2 separate regions of the Canis lupus genome follow, and region 2 is linked to region 1. Evidence: chromatin contacts called from public Hi-C data. All regions are on one chromosome and are shown on one strand. The core of a region is the stretch at or near the end of the contact, and the rest is flanking DNA. Distances in the headings are between cores, read along the strand shown. Region 1 overlaps TRPM3 (transient receptor potential cation channel subfamily M member 3). Region 2 overlaps SMC5 (structural maintenance of chromosomes protein 5).

What was found. Hi-C and Micro-C count contacts between places; a contact is called where the count stands out from the background.
Region 2: a Hi-C map of blood shows a contact between it and region 1, with 6 times the contacts expected there. The contact joins two enhancer-like sites. A contact is called at or near these places in 6 of 9 Hi-C or Micro-C datasets (amygdala, blood, liver and 1 more).

What each region holds. Positions count from the first base shown.
Region 1 is chr1:87,621,354-87,627,660 of UU_Cfam_GSD_1.0, reverse strand. It overlaps TRPM3 (transient receptor potential cation channel subfamily M member 3), which reads right to left. Exons shown (of 25, transcript XM_038527100.1): 18 at 5,704-5,844. Among named protein-coding and RNA genes, the nearest start is that of MIR204, 130 kb to the right of the region's middle. Within about 2 kb of position 4,775, at least 2 of the 20 cell types and tissues checked have an H3K27ac peak or open chromatin away from gene starts, as enhancers often do.
Region 2 is chr1:87,867,221-87,873,742 of UU_Cfam_GSD_1.0, reverse strand. It overlaps SMC5 (structural maintenance of chromosomes protein 5), which reads left to right. Exons shown (of 24, transcript XM_038527107.1): 18 at 2,002-2,127; 19 at 5,271-5,366; 20 at 5,799-5,903; 21 at 6,106-6,225. Among named protein-coding and RNA genes, the nearest start is that of SMC5, 85 kb to the left of the region's middle. Within about 2 kb of position 4,087, at least 4 of the 20 cell types and tissues checked have an H3K27ac peak or open chromatin away from gene starts, as enhancers often do.

The DNA of each region.
Region 1 (6,307 bases), core at 3,526-6,025:
GAGAGCCTGAGGTCGAATCTCAGCGGAACTGGCTGAAGTGCTGGGTGTCTGAGGAAAACCTCAGGGCTTAGGTTTGGTGACTGTCACTGGACGATTCAGTTATGTCTAGGTGAGTGAGTGCAGGTGTAGGAGGACTGGTGAGGGTCTAGCAATGGGAGGCCTTGGAGCAAAAGTCCCCCTTGGGGGAAATGGCAGAGAAGCTCAACCTAGAATAGGCAGTGCTTTAAGTTGACTAAAGCATTCCTGGCTTTGGGGGTGCCCGGGGCTGTGAGTAGGGAATGAGAGTGAGTTTACTCTGATCTGCACTCTTCGGAGTCCACATAGCAAAAAATAGGACACAGGGTGGGCCAAAGGGTTGAGGCCTTGGAGGTACAGTGTGACTCTGGAGCCTGGAGGCAGCATAGCAGGTGGGCAGCTTAGCAGGTGGAGAACAGCTCAGCCTGGCTGGGAGACAGGGAGGGGAACTAGCAGCCCCTACAGAGCCAAAGAAATGTTGCATTCTCTGCTAATGGGGCCTCTCTCGCTCTCTCTTCCTTTCTTTCCTTTTTTAATCAAATGAATACATTAATTCTTAATAGGAGCCAAAGGTATTTTTAAAGACCCCATGACCTCAGTGCATTTAAAGACACAATCATATAATTTCTCATCTCTTGCAAGGTGAACATATGTTGGCATTCAGCAGAAGCATGGGGGCAGCTACAGAGAGGCTGAGGGGCCAGCGGGGCCCATTCTCCACCTGAGGGATGTGCTCTTGCACACCTACCTCTTCAGGGACTGTCATTTTTGTCCACACCTCAGGTCCCACTGCTCCCCTTTGGGATCATTAGCACACTGTGAAAACCTCACTTGGGAAGTCTGCTCTACCTGAAATCACATAGGATGCTGTTAAAATGTAACTTGGGGAATGCCTGGGTGGCTCAGTGTTTGAACATCTGCCTTTGGCTCAGGTTGTGATTCCGGGGTCCTGGGATAGAGTCCTGCATTGGGCTCCCTGCGGGGAGCCTGCTTCTCCCTCTGCTCTCTCTCTCTCTCTCTCTGTCTCTCATGAATAAATAGATAAAATTTAAAAAAATAAAATGTAATTTGATTCCTGTGGTTCCTGTTCACCATTACACACTGGCATCTACTCTCTGCTCCCTGTGAGTATTTCTCAGGACACAGTGGACTTTAATGGCTAAACTCTAAAATATTTTCTCAGCCTCCTTGTGTCCTGAAATCCTTCTTTATGCTTGCTCTTTTTTGTTTATTGGATCATATTCCATTACTTCTAGGAGAAATGAATCTCCTTAACTGCCCTGGTTTTTTAATCATGTTACCCAATTCATTGCAAAACATTTCAAAGCATTATCTTCTCTTGTCACACGTAGGCCCAGTAACGCCCACACAATTCTTCCAGAACCTCGGCATTTTCGCATTTACCTCCTCCAACCTGCCCCTGTCCTCCGAATTCAGGTCTAGTGTATTTGTTTGATGCAAGGAACGCAGACACCTGGATCAGTGAAACTTGGATTTAAATCCTAGCTCAAGTACTTCCAAGCTGTATCATTTTGTAGAAATCACTTCACCTGCCTGGGCCTCCATCCTGTGACTTGGAGATGATGGCTACTGACCTTACAGAGCTTTGGGAAGGATTAGGGAACATGGGGGCAGAATATGTATCTATTTCCTGACAGTAGAGGCCCAATGAATGGTGGCTAAGATTACTATTTGCCTGTTTTCTCAAGAAATTTCCATTCCTCTTGTCTCCTCCTACCTCACTCTTTGCCTCCTTTTGATGCCGTGAACAAGTCATACCTCTCCTTTTTACAATTGCCTCCTTGCCTGTTCTTTAAATCCCAGTTATTCTATACTGCTTTTCTTTCCAGAATCAAGCTACAATATAACATTTTGGGACAACTCTCAAAATATGGACTTCCAAAAATACGGCTTTAAACATGTTTAAATGGCACATCAGAGGACTGGCTGCTGTCTGGGAGGCAACCTATCTTAGAACTCACCAACATCCATGGGGTCTTGCTGCAGGTTACCTTAACATGACGTGCTTTAAGTTGTGTGTGCATGTAGACACAAACACATATATTCTGTAGGCTTTAACAAGCTGTGTAGAATGTCAAAGCTCTGAGCAGAAACATAACCTTATGATTCTTACTGAAGTCACTGCAAATCCTATAAGGGATTTGTATTTTATTGCTTAAATATTCTTCTTATACATTTTCTATTAAGCAGGATGCACAACTCCTAAACTATGCAATACGAGCACCAAAGATTGCTGCAGGTTGTATGGAACCCTGGTGGGCCTTTACTACTGCTGCTGGAGAGTGGAGGGCACATGGCGTTTAAACAGTGGAAGGGGTCTGTCACTGCTGGAGAAGCCCAGAGCACATCCCTTGCCCTCTGACCTGGTTCTTCTTTTATACCTTGAATTGGCATCCTCTCCAGCTGGGCACTTGAAATGGCTTTCATCGCAAACCAGATCTGGGAGCCAGTTGGATCCCTGCCTCCTTTCTTCTTGGAACAGAAGAGGACCCAACCTGCTCTTCTGGAAACTTGCTAAGATACAGAAGTGAGGTTTTGTGAAAATGAGGTGTGTCCCATCTTTCAGAAACTTGGGAGCATCGAAGGGGATATTTTTTGAAATCAGAGTAGGAAATACTCTTAAAGAAAAGAACACAACCAAAGGCAAATAGGACCTTTGATCTAAAGCTGAATTTTACTGTTAAGCATCTCTGGAGATTTAAAAATTAAAAATCTCTCCTTATCTCCATGTACTTCCTTGAGGCCTGGGCTTTGTCAATACATAAATATGGATTTCTGAAAGTCCTTATGTGAACACAACCAAACACGACTGGGGCATCCAGTCTACAGTCAGCTGTGCACAAAGGAGCCAGACGTACAGGCTCCCCTTCCCAGAAGCCACTTCACAGCCTGCCCGGTATGATACAAGGAAAGTGTGTGTGTCCCAAGCTTCCTGGACCACCAGACTCCCTTGGGAAGCTTGTTGAACATAGAGCCTCTTCATCTCCTCCTTGGAGATTTGATTCAACGGGTCTGTGATGGGGCCAGGATTTGCATTTCTAACAAAATTCTTTATCATCACAGAAACTTTGGAAAATACTGGGCTGACAACTCAGCCCTCTATCTGATGCAGTGGTTCTCAACCCTGGCTACTCATTACAACTACCTGGGAGCTTTGAAATATCCTGATGCTTGGGCTGTGCCCCAGACCAATGATGTCAGAATCTCTGAGAATAGCACCCAGGTACCTTTAAAAAAAGAGATAAAGATATAGGTTAAATTGAACCCAGGTATTTTATTTTTATTTTTTTAAGTACTCCAATTGGTTCCAATGTGTAGCCAAAGCTGCAAACCACCGTTCAGGGCATTTGTCACTTAAAAGCCTCCTTGGATAACAAATTGCTGCAGCTGAATAAATGGGGACAAAGGGAATCAAGGAAGTAAAGTTAATACTGAACAAAGATCAAGGATAACAAGATAGGGACACTCTGGAAGGATAAGAGAAATAAATCCTGTCCTTGTAAAGGTGATTGATAATTCTTGATACTATTGCTTCTACTGATTCCTTTATGCTCTAGATCAGGAATTAGCAATCTTCTTCTGTAAAGGACCAGAAAGTTAATTTTTAAGGCTTTACAGGCTGGACAGCCTTTATGGCAAGTTATTGACTCAGCAGTTGTAGCACAAAAGCAGCCAGATTATATGTAAACAAATGAAATTGGTTGTGTCCCAATAAAACTTTATTTATGGACACTGAAGTATGAATTGCATTTAATTTTCATGTGTCATAAAGTATTCTTCCTTTGATTTTATTTCAATTCTTTAAAAATGTAAAAACCACTCTTAGCTCACAGTCCGCAATAATAGGCCTTGTTTTGGGACTGGATTTGGCATATGGGGATGTAGTTTGCTAAGCCCCCTTTTAGGCTGGGACAATTGAGGTAGCTTGGTATAAGAGGAAAGACAGAAATATGTGTAAAATGCAGTAAAATTATTATCTTGATAAAACTTATTATATTATTATTATTATTATTATTGAGTGGATGGATGAATAAAAAACACTATTGCTGTGCAATGTGACTAGGCTTGGAATAAAAACAGTTACATTTATATTATGCTTACATGTTCCAAGCACTGTTCTAAGTGTTTTACATATTTTAACACATTTAATCTTTACTAAATCCTACAAAGTAGGTGCTATTAATATCCCCATCTTAAGGAATCTGGGCACAGAGCACTGAAGTAACTCATTGGAGGTCACACAATAAAACTAAGACACATAGACAGGATTTCTGTTCAGCACTCAGCCTGTCTTACCCCAAAGTGCATGCTTGTTACCACTAAGTTGTTTTCTGCAAGGTAAAAATAATATATATATATCTGCATCAAATATATAAATCAAAATTATTTTTGTATGTCTTTTTTTCAGAATATTTTTCTTTTTTAATATTCATAAATTTGAATTTTTACTTTGCTAAAAATAATCTAATATTTATATTTTGATTATGTCCTCTGCCGAGACCATAGTTTAAAGCAGTAGTTTTCAACTGGGGGCAACCTAAGCCCATAAAGGGACGCTTGGTGATGCCTGGAGACATGGTTGTCACACTTGAGGGCTGGAGAATGCTACTGGCATCTAGTGGACAGAGGCCAGGGCTGCTGCTAAACATGCTATAATGCACAGGACAGTCCTCTACAAAAAATTATTCGCTCAACATATGTCAATAGTGCTAAGGTTCAGAAAGCCTGATTGGAAGCCAGTGTTAATTGTTAGCATACGGGACCACACACACACACACACACACACACACACACACACACACAAACACCTCATCTGGTCATCTGAGTCATCTTGGCCTCAAACTCAGATTTTCCTTTGCTGACTCAGGTGACTGGTGTGTAGCTGGTTGTGAGAAAGGCCAAAAATACAGACGCCTGTCCTTTGTCTGGCACAGTGCCACCATGGCTGGAGAGAACCAAGCTGACCTGAGCCCAAGCTCACTTTCAGCTTAAAATATCATGAAAAGTAGAAAACCAACACTCAAGCCATTTCTATCATATCCAGAGGATATTTTGGGGACAATCTTTCATCTCGTGGGCAGAAAATACTTGCACGGTGTGCACTGAACCATCTCTGCTGTGATTATAGGTTACTTTGAGCAGTTCTTGCTGCTTTGGTTGGCATGTTGTTTAATTGTGTCTGAGCAAGAAAGGTTGTTTGATGACACTACTAGGTTGGCAGTGGTTGCACACTTATGCTACCCACCTTTCCTGGTGTTGCTTTTAACACTCTGCTCAGCCCTTAGCCTTCACATGTCCCCCCAAACCCAGGATTGGCACCTAAAATGGGCAGTTCAGATCCAGTGCTCATCTATCCAGAACACAGAAGTGTTTTATAAAATGACATCTATTTTCCTGCTAGACTAGACTCATACTCATCTCACCTCTATTTCTGTTAGTTCTCACTTTTACCATTTCCTTTATTTTCTGCAAGGAGGAGAAATGCAGAAACTGTGGAAGCTGCCTCACAAACTTGACACATCTTACAAAACCACTGGGAAAAGCTTTCATTCCTGGCTGTTGGATCCTTATATTGTGATTCACAGAGGAAACCACATAGGTGCACGTGGACCTGGCATTGGCCCTCCGCAGTCCCCCATTAGGAAGAAGAAAAAGGAAGATGCTTACGGTATAGAACCAGAACTTCACAATGGGTGCATTGTAGAATTCATAGATTTTTCTGCCCAGGGGGATTAACCGGTGTCTGCTCTGAACTTCCTCTTCATCCTTCTTTCTGGAAGACTCCCCGTTGTTTCGCCCCAACATTGCCTACAGTGGAAGAGAACCAGTACCATCACGGCAGAGCTCTGGAGACCAGGTAGTTCACTGGGCCCATTTCACAGATCAGGAGTGCATACTCATAGAACCTAAGAGTTTTGTCCAGGGTCCCCAGAGATTCAGAGGTTTTGCCTTCCCTAAGTGTGCATTTACATTATATATAGAATCAAAGGTTTTTGCCTGGGATGGAAAGCCTTTAGGGATAGCTCTTGACCATTCTCTTTTCTTCTACCCTGGGAGCTCTGGAAGCTGTTGATGATAGAAGATACCCAGAGTTCTGGGAGGAAGAAAGAGCAGAGTCTTTGGAAGGCCAGGGATCTGTCTTTTCTTTCTACCCCTTTTTACCATATATGTAGTAAGCCAGGCAGATCTGGATTTGAATTCTACCTCCACCCATGCTAAAATGGCTCTTAACTAAAAAATACATTGGACCAGTAATAACAAACTTAACCAA
Region 2 (6,522 bases), core at 2,838-5,337, 250 kb before region 1:
TGGAAGAGTCTAGAAGTGTGTGGTCTCTTTCTGGCACTTACTGACAGTTGCCTCTGTGTGATTGGCCCTGAGAGCGGAACAGAGGTGATGGGGAATCTTTAACATTTTCCTCTATTTGTCTCAGGCTTAGAGAACCATAATAGCAAGTGAGTATTGGGCTGGCTTTGCATTTTCAGTTCAGTCCAGGAATTCCTTTACTTTTTTCTTAGTTTAGCGCATTTGCTATCAAACTTGTATGCATAAAAATCACCTGAGGATCTTGTTAATACACATGTGCAGGCCTCTGCCCTAGATCTTAATGAGTAAATACATCTGCCATGTGGCTGGGCATCAATACTGTTTTAATCATCTTCACCATCCTCTCCCGCACCCCTCTGGTGCAGACTGAAGTTTGAGGTTTAGTGGAAAGAGTAAGCTGGACCTGTTTTCTTAGGAACCTGTTTACTTGGTATTTTTATAACCTTGAGAAAGTTTCTTAATACCTCTAAGCCATGTATGAAGAAGATAATACATTTCTCTAAGATTGCAATGAGGATTAGAGGACTTAACATATAACAAGCTTGGCCCACAGAAGGCATTCCATGATGCTCTCCTCATTACAAATGAAACTTGTCATCTGGCTCTTGCCTACCTTATCACTCTGATTTTGTACAATCTTACCTCTCCTCCAATTATGGTAGATTACTAGTTCCCTAAATAAGCCTCAGGGAGGCTTCCCTGCCCTTACATTTGTAATTAGGATGCTAATGCTAGGAATCTGTTCTGCTACTTGTAGCCTCCCTAGTAATTTCTTTCTTTCTTGTTCTTGAAGACCATTCACCTGTCATAGCTTCTGTGACCCCTCTGGCCTTTCCTGTACCCTCCCCTGCCAGGCGTTGCTTTCATCTGTCCAGCCCTGTCCAAGGGCCGTCCATGGTGCTTAAGAAGGAGAGCATGAGTTCTAGAAGCAGGCATGGTTGTGAATCCTGACAGCCTGCAACTAAATTTGTGAGGTTGGACAGGATGCTTTATTTTTTTAATGTGCAAAATGGGGAATAATAGCATTGTATAGTATTGTGAGAAATAAGGGCATCCTGTGTGAAGCATACAGCACATTAGCTTTCAATAAATAGAGCTGTTTCTTTAATGATAATAATTTTGTCTTTTCTCCTTTTTCAACTTTCTGTGTTGAGTGCCTAATAAAATCCTGACATTCCATGGATTCTCAGTAATTATCTGGTGAAGGAATGAGTGGGTCCATGAATAAATGATAACTATATGAAAGGCAGTGGGACAGCTACCAAACACTATTTACAGGTTCTCTTTACATTCAGATGCTGAGTGTTCAGACAGGAAGCCTACGGACTGTGTATTTCAAATTGTATTAGAGTATAATTATATATAGCTAAGTTAAACTGTTGAAGAAAAAAGCAAATTTAAATTTCAGCGCTCTTAAGGGAACTATGGCGCAGAACATAGCCATAGGATATACTGGTATATTTTAAAATTTAAGTTCAAATTTAATCTTCCTAATAATAGCTGTCGTGATTTTTGAGGTATGGTTTTTTTAGATGCTTTTGCTTCCCTGTATTCAGTCATTGATCTACAGGCCTACCTCGTTCTGTATTTTTCACTTCACTACACTTCAGATGTTGTATATTATATCATTATTGTATCAGTTACGGTGACCTGGGATCAATGAGTCGCTTTGCTGAAAGCTCACATAGTAGTCAGCATTTTTTAGCAATAAAGTATATTTTAAGTAATGTATGTACTTTTTTTTTTTTTTTAAAGATATAATGCCCTTGCACAATTAGACCACATTTTGGTAAATGTAACTTTTACATGTGCTAGGAAACTAAAACATTCATTTGACTTGCTTTCGTGTGATGGCCACTTCATTGAGGTACTCTGGGACTGAATCCAGTGTCCCCAAAGCATGCCTGTGAATTGCTCATTTGATCAAGTAGCTCGCTGATCTAATGATAACAGAAAAATGGTCAATTCTTTTTCTTGCAATAGCAACATTTCATTGAGCTGGATGAAAGTCGACAGAGATTATTGCAGAAATGCAAGGAGCTGATGAAGAGAGCTAGGCAAGTATGTAACCTGGGTGCAGAGCAGACAGTTCCTCAAGAATACCAGACAGTAAGTATAACAAGTATATAAGGCTGCAAGGTCACATGCTGCGCACCTTCTTTATCTGCTTCAAGTGTGTTAGGCATTGTAATGGGCCCTGAGAAACACAACGTGCCATAAGGAATGTGGGATCCCACCCCCCCATTTTTAAACTGAATATGTAAAGTCATTGTGCATAGTGGATTTTCTTTCCTGTATTCAAACCTGGGCATTCCTCCATCTTCGCTTAGTCCTAAAGTTATTAAAGCACGGCTATCCCCTTGCATAGTTCTCAGTTCCGTAACATTCATTCTTCCAATAAGAGGCTTTTTTTCTCCAAACTCCCTTTAAGAGGTAGCGTCAGGGGATGGGGTGTAGTTCTTTATGGAAACATAGCATTGGTAATTGGCATATAAGAAATAGTAAATAGAAGGGATGTCTAGAAAAAGGCAAAATGAAAAGGTTTTTCTGGAAGTTAGCATGTTTATTTAGGTTTAAGCGGGACCTGAATCTTTAGGGCTAACATCTGGTGAGAAAAGGAGAAAAAGAGCCTTTCCTCCTTCCCTTTCTGTTTTCTGTGCTGACATATTGTTCAGTTAGTACAAGGAGTTGTTGCCCTCTAGTCCACGTTCCACCACTGATTATGCGGCCCCGTGGCTCTGTTATCTGACGAGTGGGGATCATACCAACTCTCAGAACAATGTCAAAATAAAAGTAGAAAATGAATTTTTATTTAAGGTATTTTATCTTAATTTGAACAGATAACGAATGTATATTTCCCTATTTCAGTAGTTCATGTCCCATCTCTTTCAATACCTAATGAAATGGTGGGTGGGGGGAACCATTCGGATTATAATTTTCAAATCCTCAAAGATCTTACTCTGTTATATCAACTACACCATAGAAAATGGTTCTATTTAGGCACATAATAGGGATGTAGTAGGTACATAGAAAAGACGAACTGAGTGGTGGCTGTTTCTAAAAATATATTAGAACTTCTCTAGAGTACATGGAATTATAAAATAAATATTAGCACAAGATCTGCACCAATTTTTTTTTTCAGAGCGTAGAATTAGTCTACTCTTGATAAGTTGTATTGTTTTTGAAAGAAAATTAGAAGATAATTCACATATTAAAAACATTACTGATGTATCAGGCATTGAACAAGACAGATACTTCTCTACTGAAATTTATATTCTAGTCTGGAGGGTGGAGCAGATAAATGAATTAAAAAGCAGATAATGTTGGCTGTCAAGAGGTGCTAAGAAGAAACAAGGTAAGAGGATAGTGTCAGGGAGCCTCCTTTGGGAAGATACTATTATAGAGGATTCCTGAATGCAGAAAAGAAATTAGTCAAGTAAGAGTTGGAGGGTAAAGTTTTCCAGGCAGAGAAAACAGCTCCATACAAAGCCCCTGAGGTAGAAGTACACAGGGCAGGTTTCACATGAAGGAAGCAATCTCAGTCTGGCTAAGACATTATGATCCAGGCCCAAAGGCAGGCAGGAGTCAGATCATGCAGCCCCGTAAGCCCATGGAAGGAGTTTGGATTGTACGTGGAGACGGAACCCACCAGAAGAAGATCAGAGAGAGGAGTGATGGGACTGGTGTGGGCATGTAGGAGCCCCCTCTGCCTGCCAGGCGGAGACTCGAGGAGGGACCCAAGAATGAAAGCAAGGAGGCCATTTAGAAGAGGATTGCTTCAGGGCCAGGCCAGAGCGAAAAGTGGCAAGGAGCAGGGTAGGAGCACTGGAAAGGGAAGTTTGCCGACCTGAGGATCTTTTCGTGACAGTCAGCAGGACTGGCTAATGGATTTCAGGAGAAGGGCAAGAGGGAGAACCACCCCCTATGTTCTGCCATTGACTGAAGGAGAACTAGGTTTGCCCCCATTGGTGGGGAGGGTGGGTGACAGGAGTCTTTCTGTTGGACCATCTCCACCTGAAGATGCCTGTTAGGGAGCCTGTGAAGACCCATGCACGTGCGCAGCACAGGCTGAAAGCTCAGCAGTCACGTCAGAGCAGCAGCAGATGCTGACTAGAGAGAGCAGTTCAACTTCTCCAGGCTTTCAGAAACAGTTAAAAGACCTTAAAATTGAAGTATTAGATTAATGTAATACTTCAGGACCTCTTTCAGAGCGTCAAGATGCATTCTGTACCTCATTTTGTCTGAGTGTTGCAGGTTCCCCCTCAGACAGGAAAGGGCCTGTGCCCACTTCTCTGTCAGGGCTCAGAAGGTAGTACGGTTGATCCTCGAACAACATGGGCTGAACTGCACGGGGCCACTTCTAGAAATTGCCCCAGGGCAATTTCTTTCAATAAATACAGCACTAAACGTATTTTCTCTTGTGTTTTTCTTAATAACATTTCCTTTTGTCAAGTTCACCGTAAGAGTACAGTATATAAAACCCGTAACCTACAAAGTACGTGTTATCTCATACGTGTTATCTCACTGTTGATATTATCGCTGAGGCCTGCAGGCAGCAGTGGACTACTGGGAGTTAGACGTGTATTTCTGACTACACGGTGGGTGGGGGCGAGGGGGCGGTCCCCTAACCCTGCGTTGTTCGAGGGTCAGCCATGCTGTGGTGAAATTCTACCGTCGAAGTAATTGGATTCTTAAGATGCTTTTGTCGTTCTTCATAAGTACAGTATAAAGTTCTAACTTCTTGCTCTCTTTCAATGCCCCACATATTCTGGACCCATTCTACCAATTCAGCAAGTACCCACCATTCCAAATGGACACAACTCCTCACCCCCCATGGTATGCAGCGCTCTTTCTGTTCTCCACACTCCTCTCCCTCTGCCTCGCTTTTTCCCCAGCTACTTGCTTGCAGGCCCCAAGATGAAATTGAGGCCTCTTCTTTCCCCTAACTCTCTGTAGTTTCTCCAGCATGAACTGGTATCCCTTCCTCCCCCGTAACTCCCTGTAGCTGTAGGATAGAACGTTAATACTCAGCACCAACACTCGGCCTTAAGGTGTTACCAGTGTTACTAAGTGTATAAAGTGGAAGCTTTTTGAAGGCAAAAACCCCTGTTGAATTCCTCTGATTCCTTGTATGCTAGCATGCTGTTGAACACATAGTAGATACTTACTCAGCAGAACACTTAACTGTTCAAGCAGAACTGCTTCTGCTGGACTGCTTGTAATAACAGACCTTTGTTTTTTTCCCCTTTTAGGCTTTCCAGGATCTTCCAAACACATTGGATGAAATTGATGCTTTATTAACTGAAGAAAGATCAAGAGCTTCTTGCTTCACGGGACTGAATCCTACAGTATGCTACTTGCCCTGTTGCCTCCCGCAAGCACCACTGCCCCCCTCCTCACACCCACCACGCACGCGCACGCACACCTCCTTCCAGCACTCGCCTCCCACTCTGTACTAGAGCTCTTGGTAATAATAAGCCAGACAGCAGGAACAATGTGCTTTAAATGCCAGATTCTGAATCTATTAGAATTTTAAATAGACTCTTCCTAAGGAACACACTGTTCTGTGCCTTTCCTTTATAAAAAGAATCATTGGGCTAACCTGAAATACTGCAGTGTCTATTTTTTCAAGGATAAAAAAACACGTTTAGTAGAAGAACATAAATTGCGTACAAACAATGCAACAATTGGCATATTTTCAGTTAGTATTTTAATTGATGCAGAATTTCCTGTAATGTTATCCTTTGGTAGATTGTCTTAAATAGTTTTTTCTCTGCCAGGTTGTTGAAGAATACACAAAAAGAGAAGAAGAAATAGAGCAATTAACTGAGGAACTAAAGATAAAGAAGGTTGAACTGGATAAATACAGGGAAAACATTTCACAGGTCATTAACCTTTAACTTTTATTTCTGTCACGTGCTTATCATATGGGAATGTAGAATAATGCAAACTGAAATGACATGTTTCTAAGAACAACTGCCATGTATGGTCTCATGACTAAATTGATCTTTGTTTTATGGACAATTTTCTGTCAGAACGTAGTAATACTTCTTTTAAATTGCCCTTTTATGTTGAATTGATTTGCAGGTAAAAGAAAGGTGGCTTAATCCTTTAAAAGAACTTGTAGAAAAAATTAATGAAAAATTCAGCAATTTTTTCAGTTCCATGCAATGTGCTGGTGAAGTTGATCTACATACAGAAAATGAGGTAATATTGCATTTGAAATGTTTCTTGGCAAGTAATTTTAATTATATGCTAAAAGTCTGTGTAAATTATTTGTTTATTCTAGAGTTATACCTGTGAAAATTTTGCTAACTGCAAAATCGAGCCACCTAGGCACCCTAAATAAACCAGTTAAGCATCTGCCTTTGGCTCAGGTCATGATCCCAGGGTTCTGGGATCGAGCCCCGTGTTGGGTTCCCTACTCAGTAGGGAGTCTGCTTCTCTCTCCCCCTCTACCCCTCCCTCTCTTAAGCTCTCTCTTACTTTGCTCATTCTCTCTCT